Regions from separate parts of the Sus scrofa genome. Here region 1 is linked to region 2. Evidence: chromatin contacts called from public HiChIP or PLAC-seq data. All regions are on one chromosome and are shown on one strand. Each heading gives the region's core, a stretch centred on a gene start, on an enhancer-like site or on the middle of the called end of the contact. The rest is flanking DNA. Distances are from core to core; before and after follow the strand shown.

The links. HiChIP or PLAC-seq counts read pairs in DNA pulled down with a chosen protein or histone mark.
Region 1: a contact with region 2 is called in an H3K27ac HiChIP or PLAC-seq map of alveolar macrophages. The contact joins two enhancer-like sites. A contact is called at or near these places in 3 of 47 Hi-C or Micro-C datasets (blood and liver) and 1 of 2 datasets of contacts at active chromatin or transcription factors (alveolar macrophages).

The regions. Positions count from the first base shown.
Region 1 is chr13:124,813,132-124,816,375 of Sscrofa11.1, forward strand. All of the region lies in intron 4 of ST6GAL1 (beta-galactoside alpha-2,6-sialyltransferase 1), which reads left to right. Among named protein-coding and RNA genes, the nearest start is that of ST6GAL1, 120 kb to the left of the region's middle. Within about 2 kb of position 1,575, at least 17 of the 83 cell types and tissues checked have an H3K27ac peak or open chromatin away from gene starts, as enhancers often do. A contact at or near this core is called in alveolar macrophages, where this site is marked.
Region 2 is chr13:124,647,672-124,651,049 of Sscrofa11.1, forward strand. No RefSeq gene overlaps it. Among named protein-coding and RNA genes, the nearest start is that of ADIPOQ, 15 kb to the left of the region's middle. Within about 2 kb of position 1,835, at least 23 of the 83 cell types and tissues checked have an H3K27ac peak or open chromatin away from gene starts, as enhancers often do. A contact at or near this core is called in alveolar macrophages, where this site is marked.

The DNA of each region.
Region 1 (3,244 bases), core at 325-2,824, 170 kb after region 2:
TCCTTTGCTGTGCAGACACTTGAAGTTTAATTAAGTCCCATTTGATTATTTTTGTTTTTATTGTCATTACTCTAGGAGGTGGATCTGAGAAGATAATGCTCTGGTTTATGTTGGAGAATTTGTCCTATGTTTTCCTCTAAGAGTTTTATAGTATCTGGTCTTATATTTAGGTCTTTAGTCCATTTTGAATTTATTTTTGTGCATGGTGTTAGGAGTGTTCTAATTTCATTCTTTTATATGTGTCTGTCTAGTTTTCCCAACACCACTTATTGAAGGGGCTGTCTTTTCTCCACTGTACATCTTTGCCTCCTTTGTCATAGATAAGTTGATGTAGGTGTGTGGGTTTAATTCTGGGCTTTCTATCCTGTTCCACTGATCTATATTTCTGTCTTTGTGTCAGTACCATATGGTTTTGATCAGTGTAGCTTTGTAGTATAAATACTGACTCCCAGTCTTTGAAAACCTTGTGGTTTCCAAAGGAGACAGGTTCGGGGGGTGGGGGAATGTGCTGGGGGTTTGGGATGGAAGTGCTATAAAATTGGGTTGTGATGATCGTTGTACAACTATAAATGTAATAATATTCATTAAAAAGGATACAAACTACACATATATATATATAGAATAAATAAGCTACAAGGAATACTGTACAGCACAGAGAATATAACCAGTACTTTATAATAAATGGAGTATAACCTTTAAAAATTGTGAATCACTATGTTGTATACTTGAAATTTATACATTATTCTAAATCAACTATATCTCAATAAAAGAAAAGAAACTAAGCCAAGGTAAAGTTGACTGGGAATTAAGAGACAGACCTTAATCATTTTCTCCCTTAGCACTTCCTATGTGAGTGAAGTGAGCAAACTGCTTTATCTTTCTGAGACTCAAGTCTCTTATCGGTAAAGGAAGTCAGAAAATTTACCATGTAGGGTCTTTGTAGGATCCACTGAGATTGCTGAGTGTGGGCATGCCTCTCAGAGGCCCGTGTACTGCAGCAAGGGCTGGTAAAGGGTGGCCGTGGTTACCAGTGCAGCGTGAGGGCCTGCCTCTGCAGAGGGGTCGCCGTGCCTGCCCATATCTCTGGGAGGCAGGTCTCCAGTGCCCCAGCCCGATGCAACCAGCCTGGGGCTGCTTTGGAGCTGCCCAGCAGAAGGGAGAAAATGAAAGGATAATTTTCAGGAAAAAGTATGCTCATGACTATCATACAAATAGAGTCTCTTCTATTCATGCGAGAGAACCACGCAGACATGATAACCAGTTAAGAGGACAAGTCAAAATTTGAATACAGGAATGAAACTGTTTTTTCCCTAAGGTGGACAGGAGGAGGGAATTTAATTGAAACTATGGGGCAAAAGGGAATAAGCCTGTTAGTAGTCAGCTATGCCTTACAAAGAGCTGCAAAATAGCTCCCTAGGGATCGGCATCTGATAAAGAGGAAGGGTGTGCTGAGAAGGTGCATAGTTTTCTCCTGAGTAGGGCATTTTTTCCGGTGCTCCCTCTGCCAGGCCTGAGAGGGGAGTGGCTGACTTCCCAGGGTATACTGTCCACTGTCAAGAAAGCCCTTCCCTGTCCTGCTAGGGCGGGGCGGGGGCTGGGGGGGGTACTCCTCCCTCCCCATTCTCCTTCTTCCCCTTCTGTAAGTGTCACTAAACATCCAGCCTGTTCCTTTAACACTGGTCCTGGGCAGCCCCTTGACCTTGCTCCTGGTGACACTGACTTGCGACTGACTCCCTTCTTCTATTATTGCCCTTTCTCATCTTGATACTCTGGGAGGCTGGGGGTCTGTCTCGTTTCTCTTTTGTCTTGGTCGGCTATCCCAGCTGTTTCATGTCTGTTTCTGAGCAAACGGAGTCCCCACTCTGACGCCCAGATAGCACTCTGGAGTCGCTGGAGGAAAGGCTGTGGTTGGGACAGCTAGCTGTGCCCTCGAGGAGCTCATTCCCTTCCCCATGGAGCACTCCTCTGGACACCAGCTGTCTTCTGACGGTAGCTGGGCCTGGGTTGGTTTGTTCAGCTCCCAGCCTCCTCACAGGCAGAGGACAGCCTTTTTTATGCATCTGGCCTGTGACAAAGCCCTGGGGAACAAAGAGGTGGTTTCTCATCCAGAAGATGGGTTTTTACAGAGGACAGTGTCACACTGTGAAGTTTCAGCAGATCTATTTAGGCATGTATGGGCCAGGTGCTATTTTGAGATTCAACAGGAAAGCTATGTATATCTAAATCTGGGTCTTTAAATAAATTCAATTCTGACTTGTAAGTGTAAGAAGGTTTGTGAGGTGGAGTTCCCATAGTGGCGCAGTGGAAACAAATCCGACTAGGAGCCATGAGGTTTCGATCCCTGGCCTCGCTCAGTGGGTTAAGGATCTGCCGTTGCTATGAGCTGTGGGGTAGGTCACAGACACAGCTCAGATCTGGCGTTGCTGTGGTGTAGGCTGGCGACTACAGCTCCAATTGGACCCCTAGCCTGGGAACCTCCATATGCCAGCCCTTAAAATACAAAAACAACAACAACAACAACAAAAAAAAAGTTTGCGAGGTGATGCTGAGCCCCAGCAGCACCTGGTGGCTGGCTTCCTCAGATGCCCTTGTCCAGGATGGGGAGAGAAAAACTGCATCCTGAGCAGAGTGATAGAGCATGCTGACTGGACTTCACCCCGGGGGCTCCCAGATCACTTAATGGAACTTACCCTGAAATAACAGCTGGTACCACTTATTAAATACTTCTACTATCTATGTATGATAAGATCTGTCTTATCATATTTGATCTTCATGACAATCCTGTGAGCTGTGGACACCAAACACCATTTCACTCAAGGACACTAAGGCTCAAAGTGTTTAAGTGAGTTGCTCAGGGTAGCACAGAAACCCAGCAGTCAAGGTGGATTTGGATCTAGGTATGTTCGCTGGTGGTACTTTCATGCCCCTAAGCTTTCTTTAAGTTTTTCCAAGTAACTGATATTTTTCAGAACCAGAGAAGGAGCTTGACTTGATGATATTGGACTCAGGGTGCCTTCTTACTCCAAAGCTCTGGTCATAAGTGGTTTTCAATATGTCAGAACTGCTCCTGATCTTCTTTGCCTTGTGTAGCCCATCTGTCTGGTGTGCAGCCAGCTACCTAGATTCCATCCAGTCAATCAAATAAGCACCCACCAGACCCTGCCTAGTATGGGGAAAAGCGGGAGAATGAAGTGTTCTCCTCATAAGGGCTTCCGTTTAGCTGAAAAGAAAAAGACGCCCCTAC
Region 2 (3,378 bases), core at 585-3,084:
TTTGTACCATTTTCTCTTTTAACTTAAGCTAGCTTGAGTTGACTTCTGCTCTTTGTATCCAAAGAATACAAGGGGTCAGGAATTAGTCTGTGACTGTGCCCAGGTACCAGGTGGAGGTCTAGCTAGGAAGAATACTTGGTAATGGGGTAACAGAATTAAATCGTTAGACCCCATGAAATCACACCTAGAAAAATAAAAAAACTATTTATTTTATTGGCAATTAATTTCCCGCTTAGAAATGTCTTATGGGCCGAGACTTTCTATTTCATCTTCAGATTCTTTTTAGAGATCATTCATTCACACAGTAAATATTTATTGAATATATATTGTGTGCCAAACACATAATAATTAAAAAAATAATAAAACAGGAGTTCCCATCATGGCCCAGTGGTAACAAATCTGACTAGCATCCATGAAAATGCAGGTTTGATTCCTGGCCTTGCTCAGTGGTTTAAGGATCCTGGGTTGCTGTGAGCTGTGGTGTAGGTTGCAGATGTGGCTTGGATCTCTTGTTACCATGGCTGTGGTGTAGGCTGGCAGTTGTAGCTGGGATTCAACCCATAGCCTGGGAACTTCCATATGCCATGGATGCAGCCCCCAATAAATAAATAAATAAATACAGGAGTTCCCATCATGGCACAGTGGAAATGAATCTGACTAGGAACCATGAGGTTGCAGGTTTGGTCCCTGGCCTCGCTCAGTGGATTAAGGATCTGGAGTTCCTGTGAGCTGCGGTGTAGGTCACAGACATGGCTCAGATCTGATGTTGCTGTGGCTGTGGTGTAGGTCGGAAGCTGTAGCTCCAATTGGATCCCTAGCCTGGGAACCTCCATATGCCTCGGGTGCAGCCCTAAAAAGCAAACAATAAAAACAGTCATTTGAAGTACCTGGTTGACATACATTATTTCATTTAATCCTTAAAACACTCTGTACATTCAATGGCATAAACCAAATTGTCGGATAAGAAAACTTGTGCTTAAAGAAGTGATGCTGAGATCCAAATTGTAGAGCAAGGATTCACACTTAGAGCCACCTGACTCTAAAAAGAAGTGATGCTGTGATCCAAATTGTAGAGCAAGGATTCACACTTAGAACCACCTGACTCTAAAGCTCATGTTGGTAGAAAAAATACTGAACACTAATCTCATGGGCTCTTTCTTCTTTCTAGTTTCAAGACATTTTGGGGATAGGGTATTTATAAAACCTGTAGCCCTAATGGTGGCAATCCTATAAATAACAGTAGTGGGAAAACTTGCCTCTGAAAAATGAAATCATTGAATTTGCTATATGACTGAAAGTCTGGTTGTTAAAAGGAAATATGATGAAATGTCTCACTCATCATTCATCTGGACAAGTTCTGAGCACTGCACTGAGGTTCTTTGTAAGTGTGATGCAAGAGGGAAAAAAAGGATCTTGCAAAAGAGCTTGTTTATGCCAGCTGAAATAGGTTGAGTCAATGTTCGACTGCTTGTTATTAAGAGTATTTTATGCATGAGAAATAGAATGCGCTTTCCTTAACATGATAAAGAATAACACATTCGAAACAATGTCCAGTGTTATAAAAAATAATGGAACACAAAACACATCCCCATCAAACTTGGGTACAGAACAAGGATGCCTGCTTTCCCCGTTCTTACTTAACAATGTCCTGGAAGTTCTGTTGCTTTACCTCTTATTGTTGAGATCCACCTTATTTTATCATGTCCTTATCACAATCTTCCACAGAAGAGGCACCCACAGGAAGTTAAAAAATTGTTTTTGCTTAGCGTATATAGATTTTTTTCGTCCCAGACTGGGTTCTTGCTTCCTCTTCGGCACGTTGTGTTTCTCTTTCTGTTTTTCTGTGGTAAACCTGACAGCTTCTAGCTTCTTTGTGCTGAATGTGGGCAGGTCTTTCAAAATGTCAGTTCTAGGATGAATTCTCCATGACTTCTTCCATCCCTGACACTTGCATGTCTTACCTCCAAGCTGCAGAGTGGGGCTAAAGTCTACTTTCGCTTCACGCTTCTGTGGGGCTTCTGTGTGCAGCCTCTATTGCGTAACCTAGGTTTTACTCTCTCTTCTGAAATGAAGTTAAATATCTAGTACAAGGAATGGATCTATCTTGTTGGCCATGTATCCTGGCCCCATGGTGGCCTAACCTCTGGACTGTTAGTTCCTCAGGGGCTCTTCTCGTTTCTATTGAGACCTTGAATTGGGGCCTATACCCTGAGGAGTGTTTTCTCGGGCTGCTTGCTTAGCTCTTGAGTCAGTTTAACAGCAGGTCGGGGAATATTAGGGAGAGATCTCAGGAATTTGTCCAATCCCTTTCTTTTCTGGGTTCGGTCTCAGCGGGTAGGAGGCTGCAGTGGGATTAGAAGCTGCACTTTGCTCGGTCAGAATTTTTTCTTTTTCCTTAGTAGCCACACTTTGAAGTTTATAGCTTGTAGCTATATTCTTTCTCTTATTTTGTTGCTGCTGACAAATTTTTAGAGGTGTTCGTACTTGTGTGTATATGACGATCATCTGAAAAAGCAAACAGATGAAATAATATAAGAATACTTTTTTAAAAATAATAAATTATAGGTGGGATTGGCAGCTAGGCTACCAAAAATAATAAATTATAGGTGGGATTGGCAGCTCATAAAATGCATGATATAAAATTGTAGCAGTTAATACAGAGTATTCCTGAAATCAGAATTCTCAGACAGATTAAAAAGTTTAATGTGAGAGTTCCTGTTATGGCTCAGTCAGGTAAGGACCTGACATAGTGTCTGTGGGGATGCAGTTTGATCCCTGGTCTCGTTCAGTGGGTTAAGAATCTGGCATTGCTGGGGAGTTCCCATCTTAGTGCAGTGAAAACAAATCTGACTAGGAACCATGAGGTTGTGGGTTTGATCCCTGGCCTTGTTCAGTTTGTTAGGGATCCAGTGTTGCTGTGAGTTGTGGTGTAGATTGAAGACACGGCTTGGATCTGGTGTTGCTATGGCGTGGGCCAGCAGCTACAGCTCTGATTAGACCCCTAGCCTGGGAACATCCATGTGCCATGGTGTGGCCCTTAAAAAAAAAAAAAAAAGATTCTGGCATTGCTGCAAGCTGCAGGTATGTTGCAGATATAGCTTGGATCCAGTGTTGCTGTGGCAGTAGTGTAGGCCAGCAGCTGCAGCTCCAATTTGACTGCTAGCCAGGAACTTCCATATGCCACAGTTCTGGCCCTAAAAAGAAAAAAAAAGTTTAATATGTGATAAAAGGAACTTTATGCATTTCAGTTATTTAGAGAAAAGGAATATGCTTGGCTCTTCCCTTATATGTGCTTGAAAAATATTATAAAAAGATCAGAAAGTTAAATTAACTGAAAGTAGAAAATAAAACATAAATGTACATAAAAGTGGCTATTAA